2 separate regions of the Mus musculus genome follow, and region 2 is linked to region 1. A link is a contact called in public targeted proximity ligation data. All regions are on one chromosome and are shown on one strand. The core of a region is the stretch at or near the end of the contact, and the rest is flanking DNA. Distances in the headings are between cores, read along the strand shown. Region 1 holds the start of Sdhaf2 (succinate dehydrogenase complex assembly factor 2). Region 2 holds the start of Rab3il1 (RAB3A interacting protein (rabin3)-like 1).

The links.
Region 2: a targeted proximity ligation map of bone marrow-derived macrophages shows a contact between it and region 1, with 2.5 times the contacts expected there. A contact is called at or near these places in 2 of 130 datasets of targeted methods (the NIH/3T3 cell line and bone marrow-derived macrophages).

Annotation. Positions count from the first base shown.
Region 1 is chr19:10,523,530-10,526,627 of GRCm38.p6, reverse strand. Sdhaf2 (succinate dehydrogenase complex assembly factor 2) reads left to right here and starts at 1,419. Exons shown (of 4, transcript NM_025333.4): 1 at 1,419-1,569. The coding sequence starts at 1,534. It overlaps Cpsf7 (cleavage and polyadenylation specific factor 7), which reads right to left and starts at 1,384. Exons shown (of 10, transcript NM_172302.3): 1 at 1,301-1,384; 2 at 568-676. The coding sequence starts at 621.
Region 2 is chr19:10,016,559-10,019,656 of GRCm38.p6, reverse strand. Rab3il1 (RAB3A interacting protein (rabin3)-like 1) reads right to left here and starts at 1,463. Exons shown (of 10, transcript NM_144538.3): 1 at 1,298-1,463. The coding sequence starts at 1,308.

The DNA of each region.
Region 1 (3,098 bases), core at 170-2,669:
TTTTTACCTTTCTTCCTTCCATCCATACGAATGGATGCCCAGAGACTTCTCAAAAAGGACAGTCAAGCTATTTAAAAAGACTGAAACACTTGGAGTGGCACTGGAATTCCACCTTTAAAGCAGTTGGTATACTGTGGCTTTTAAAGTAATTTCATGGTACACCATTGGGAGGGGACCAAGCAGGGGGAGGGACCAACATGCTCGAGCCACAAGTTGAGAGAACAGCAAAGTAACAAGCATCGAAATTATCTCCGCAGTACTACAACAAATGTAATTTTCATTTTTAATTATGGTTAGTCATTCAACTTTGAAATGACTTGGGGAAAGAATTCCACAGGCTGATTCACCATACTATTACACTTGGGTTTTTATTTGCTCTTAAAGCAAGCCCTTTAAAATTGAAGCCTGGAGGTTCAAATTAACCTAAAGAGGAATGGTCAGTCGTCTTCAAAGCCACCGCTAGGGGGAAACGCTTCGATATTACAGGGAATTATTTTGAGCTGAGAGAGAAACCACTGCCAGTAGATTGATGGAAGAAACCCCAAAACTGCTGCTAATTCCTCTCACCTGATTGAACTCTTCATCAGCGTATATATCAATCAAATCCACTCCTTCTGACATGGCTCCGGAAATACGCTCTCGAGCCCGGAGAACCGACAAAGTAAGAAAGATGCCACTACGGTATTCAGAAAAGGGTAAAAAATTTTAAGGCACAAGGGTCCCAGGCTGGGAGGAGGGCAAGGGTCAACAAGCTCTAGTCTCCCAAGACGCAGCATCCCGGCGGCCGGGAGCCTGGCCCCACCCGCTCTGCCCCGCCCCCAGCCTCGCGCCGCCCCCAGCTCTCCCAGGCCGCTCGGGCTCGCGGAGCTCGCTGCCCATCACCCGCGGGCCCGACCCGAGGTGCTCCGAGTCGGCGCCCGTAGTTGCCTATGGCGCCACCGCCAAGTCCGGGCCTCGACTCCTGAGAGGGCCCTCAGGCCGCGCTGTGAACCACCGCGGCGAACGCCGCAAGCTCAGCCCGTCGCACCTGCTAGGCCCAGGGGGCGTCCCAAGCCGGAGCCCCCGCGGGCCCGGAAGCTCCCGCCGCCTCCACACCAACGGGGCCCTGTCCTCGCCCTAGGCTAGGCCTGCCCTGCTCCCTCCCACAGCTCCAGGACCTCAGCCCCTCCCTCAGAGGCCCGCGCTTCCCTCCACCCGCTGTCTTCCGCCGCCGCCACCCCAACCGACCCCCTCCCTTCCGCGGCGCCGGCCCCCGCCCTCCTTCCGGCCCCGCCGGCCCCGGGCCGCGCGCCCCCGTTACCGGGAATATGGCGGCGGCCGCGGAGAGTCCCGACTAGGCCCGAAGCGCGCGAACCGCTCTCCGCCCCAGGTCCCGCCCCCCCCCCACCGGCGGCGTCACACGCACCGCTACTTCCGCCATACGCTCGGTTGCGCCTTCCGGCTTGGGGTCCACCTCCGCTGAAGTCCTCAGATCGACCGCCCGGAATTCCCGGAAGTGGCCCGGTTGCCAGCTTACTGTGCTATAAGAGAGAGATGGCGGTGGTCACCTTGATCCCGACGCTGGCGCGGGTGAGAGAGCCGGGTTCGGGGCGGGCTGCAGCTAAGACTGTTTCGTCCTCCTCTGTGCCGTGGAGACTGTAGGGAGAGTTCACCTACCCCACAGACCAGGGAATGGTCCCCTCAAGGCGAGGCGCAGGCTGGAGCCGATCATGCAGGGAATTTTCCATTCTTTCCTGAGCCCACGGTGTGCTCGAGTGAGAATACTGGGTAATATGTGGTTAGGTGGCCAGTCACCGTGTGAGACTCAACGCATACCAGGAACAGTTACCGAACCTCCCCCGAAAGCCTCCTAGCTTTTCTTGAGCTTCTTCCCCCGTCTCCCTTTTAAAAGCCGGTTTTAATTTGTTACTCAGGCTGGCCTCAAATTCGTAATTCTCCTGTCTCATCTTGGTTTTAAATGTTTGAGAATTTTCCGTTTTTATTCCAGTAGTGTTGAAAGCTAGTTGGTATGGTTTATCTTAAACTTATCAAGACATGTTTTTTGACAACTTGTGATCTCCTGGGCATAATTATCTGTACATTTGAGAGGAATGTATGATCTCTTGTGTGGAATGCCTGTATATCTCAGTTAAATATTCTTAAATTAGTATTGTTCTGGTTGTCTAGTATTGATTCCGACATCTATATATTCTATTCCTTATTAAAATGTGGCATTAAAATCTGTTGTGTTCCCCCACCAGTTCTGTCAAGTGTCTCTTCCATATATTTGAGTGCTCTATTAGATCCACATATATTTATGATTATTATACTTTACTGCTAACTCCTTAATACTATGTAATATTCTTTATATCACATATGACAATTTTGTTGTTTGTGCTAAGCACCAAACCCAGAGCCTTGCCTGCTAGGCAATCGCATTTTCTTTTCTTATTCTTTTTTTTAGACTAAAAAAGTATGTACATGTGTTTATCTGCCTTTGTGAGTTTATGCATACTATGTGTGTAGGTGCCCATGAAGGCCAGAGGAGGGTGTTTTAAGTGTGTCGGTGTTTCTGCAATGCTGTAGTTTTGTTAACACTCTTTTAAGTTGTTCAGTGTTCCCTCCTCCTTCCTTGCTACCCTGTTTTTTAGGTACTAAAACTCCTCAGCTTCATAGTAGTTCTGATCTAGCCTCTCAAGTGCGTGGATTACAGTCATGAGGCACCATGACCAGCTGGTTGCTCTGCTCTCTTATTCTCAGTGGCTACTGGACTTCTTAGAGTATGCTGGTTAGTGTTGCAAGTTGTTCAAAACAGAAACCAACCAGTCCCTTCGGCAATGCCAACCCCCATGTTCTAGAACATTAACCATACATTCAACTCTTCCTCGAGCCTCGGGGAAGAGGCTTGTAAACAATACTAGATTTTATCTTGCTTTATCTTCTATGGCCTTCTGCACCAAAACTAAGCAGCTCTCTTGGTCTCTATGGTCCCTCAGCATCTGGAATGGGCTGTGTCCTGTTGTTGCTCTGAGACAAGAGAGACAAAAGCCAGCTCCACAGGCAGCCTCTGAGAAGCAGGAGTTTCAGGTGGATGCCCCCACCCGCACCCCCAACCCCTG
Region 2 (3,098 bases), core at 214-2,713, 510 kb after region 1:
ACCGTGAGAATCACTGGCATATACTCGCCACCAGCTTGGCTCAACAAGTTCCAGGTTCAGTGAGAGACCTGGGAATACAGAGAGAGACAGGACACCTGACATCTCCTCTGACCCTCCTCCTCCCCCAAAGTGCTCAAGCTGGCTCCAACCCAGAGAAGGGGGTGTTGTTACCCTGAGGGCCATACAGCAATTGTCTCGGTCCACCCAGCAGAAAGGCTCACAGCTTCCTTCAGACCAGGCTGCTCCTCAAACACACAGCCCCAGGCACATGCATTCCTCCAAGCACAATTGCCTCCACCAGAGGCAGGCACCAGGAACCCACCCAAAACACTTCCCAAGCCTAGCTAGCCTCCTTCCCTGGAGCAACTCTCCAAGAAACACAGGCTGACTTCTGCTCCCTCTAAAAGATCAAGCCAGCCCACACCCCACAGGAGCTCAGTTCTAGTGCCCTGGCCGTGTCGAAGCTGCATGGTTCCCCTAGCATTTCGACTCCAATCAGCTGGGGTCCGTGAGAGTAAATAGATCTCACCTGTTCCCCTCCCCAGGGCTCTCCTCCTTCCGCCTATCCTCTGCCTATCCTGAAACAGTCCTTAGCAGGAACAACCGCAAGACCTAGTCTTTGCAGTCCTGGAAGGAGGAGGCGTTTGTCTATTTAGACAAGAAAGAACATCAACCTATGTGAACAGGGAGCAAGGTCTCCTCCTATTAGACTGGCCAAGAACAGGAGTCAGCTTCAAGAACCGATGGCCCTAACAGATGGAAGTGAGGATGAGGGGTGGGAAAGGGGTTCACCCAGGACTCAGGGTCTGTGCCTATCTCCCTCCAGACTGTGGGAAGGTACCACCCACCTCACATCTTGAATCAGAAGGTTCTAGTCAACTAGCTAGGGATGGACCTTGGAGAGACACAGCTAGCTTTCTCAACTGCACTGCTTCTCCAGAGTTCATGGGTGTGCTCTCCTTTAAATACGTGCCCCAGATTTACTTTTGAGGTATGCATACTACTATGCACCACCCCCACTACCACTTCTCTCATGCACTCCACTGGAGCTAGGAGTTGGAGGGGGTCACCCTTCTCACCCTGGGGCAACTCAGATCGGTCCTGCCAAGGTCCTTTCAGCTCTCGGGCTGCAGTGTGTCCTCATGCTACAATGCACCTCGCTGCTGCAGGCAGGGCTGAGAGTACAGATTATCTCCCAAGTGGGGTGCAAACAACAGCAGTGAGCCCCTGTTCACCCATCCCAGGAGGCCAGCACGGCCCAGACGGAGCGCAGAGCCACCGGCGTGCAGGGACCTACCCGCTCCACATCCCAGCGTCTCCGCCGTAGCCGCGTCCTCGCGCGCCGCCAACTCTGCCGGGGGCCCCAGAGCTGCCCTGCCGCCTGTCAATCGCTCCACCGCCAGTCTGTCCCGCTGGCCGCCCTGGGTTTGCGGCTCCGCCCCACCGGAGCCCTTCCCCTGCCCTGGGCGGGTCACGTGTCTGAGAGGCGGGCCCCAGGCCACGTGCCCGGTCCCGCCCCTTTGCCGGCCCAGCCCTGTCCCTCTTGCTGCCTGGGGACAATGACCCGCCAGAGTGAACGGGACTGGTTCCATCATCTTGCATCCAGAGCTGGCCTCCGCCTTTCCCTATCACTTTCTGCCTTGCACTTTTGGTCCACCCTTGTTTGAGAACCTACAATGGCTCTCGGGGGTGGTCTCAGCTCTGTTTCTCGCTCAGATTGTCACTCAAAGTGGACAAACAGCTCCTGTACCCTCATTCAGACTTCTAGCCCTGTTACCGGTCTCTGGAGCTCTTAGATGGCATCAATCCCTGATTGACACTGGGCTTCTGGGAAGGGGGCGGGGCAGACCCTGAACAAGTTATCATTCGTTGAGCAGTTTAAGCTAAGAGAGCGCTACCTTGGCCCAATCTTACCAGCTCTACTTCCAGGTCCCTCCTCTTGCATCTCTGAATACTCTGTTCGTCCCTGCCTTTCAAGCCATCCTAAGCACAGGAGACGTCTCTGCCAACTTCGCTAGCACCTGTCTGTCCCAGGTACTTAAAAAAAGATTTGTAAAAAGCTTAGTCACCTGTCCCTCAGTTCCTATGCCCTCCTTTTATCCTGGCTCTAACCACTGACCTGAATGAAGTTCAGCCTCAGATCAGGATCCAATAAGTAGAGCCCATAGTCAACCTCTCCTTGAGTACTGCTAGACCAGCTCCCACAGGCAGCGTCTACAGTGCTCCCTGGGCTTGTAAGAACACATTTCACTCATCCATCTACACAACAGCCGCCCCTTCTGAACTGCTAAGGACCACGTGAAACGAAGAAATTCTCCAGGCTGGAACCCCAGCCTCCCTCTCTCCTTTCCCTTAGCCCCCTCTTCTCTGAGGGTGTTGGTCATGTACCACCTAGATTGGTCTCCAGCTTCTGGGCTGAACTAATACTTTCTCCTCAGCTCCCTCAGTGACTACGACCACACGCTTGGCTTATGGAATTCCAGTATGGTAAATGGTAGGAGAATGGGAGACCTGCTTTAAAGGACCTCTACTGCCAGAACCTTGACTTGCCTAGGACCCATCTTCACCAACTAATAGTGGCTCTTTTCAAAACAGAAAAGCCAGGGTGTGGTGGCACACACCTTTAATCCCAGCATTCTGGAGGCAAAGACAGGCAAGATCTCTGAGTTCAAGGCCAGCCTGCTCTACAATGTGAGTTCCAGGACAGCTAGGACTGTTACACAGAAAAACTCTGTCTCAAAAAGCCAAAAAAACAAACCAAAATAAAACCCTGCAACAACAAAAGAACCCCCCCCCCCAAACAACACAACACAACACAACACAGAAAAAGAGTTAGGCTGGAGATGGCTCAGCCAGAAAGGGTATGCATTGCACTTACAGAGGACCCACGTGTGGTTCCCAGCACCCATATCAGGCAATTCAAAACTCTGACTCCAGCTACAGGGGAATCCTATGCCCTCTTCTTCCCTCTTTTGGCCTCTGTGGGCACCTGCATGAGTGTGTAGAAATCCACAAATGAACATACACACGTAATAAAGTATTCTAAAGAAAGACAAGATGCTCCTATCTCAGCTTATAGGAACAAAGACTTGGTGAGT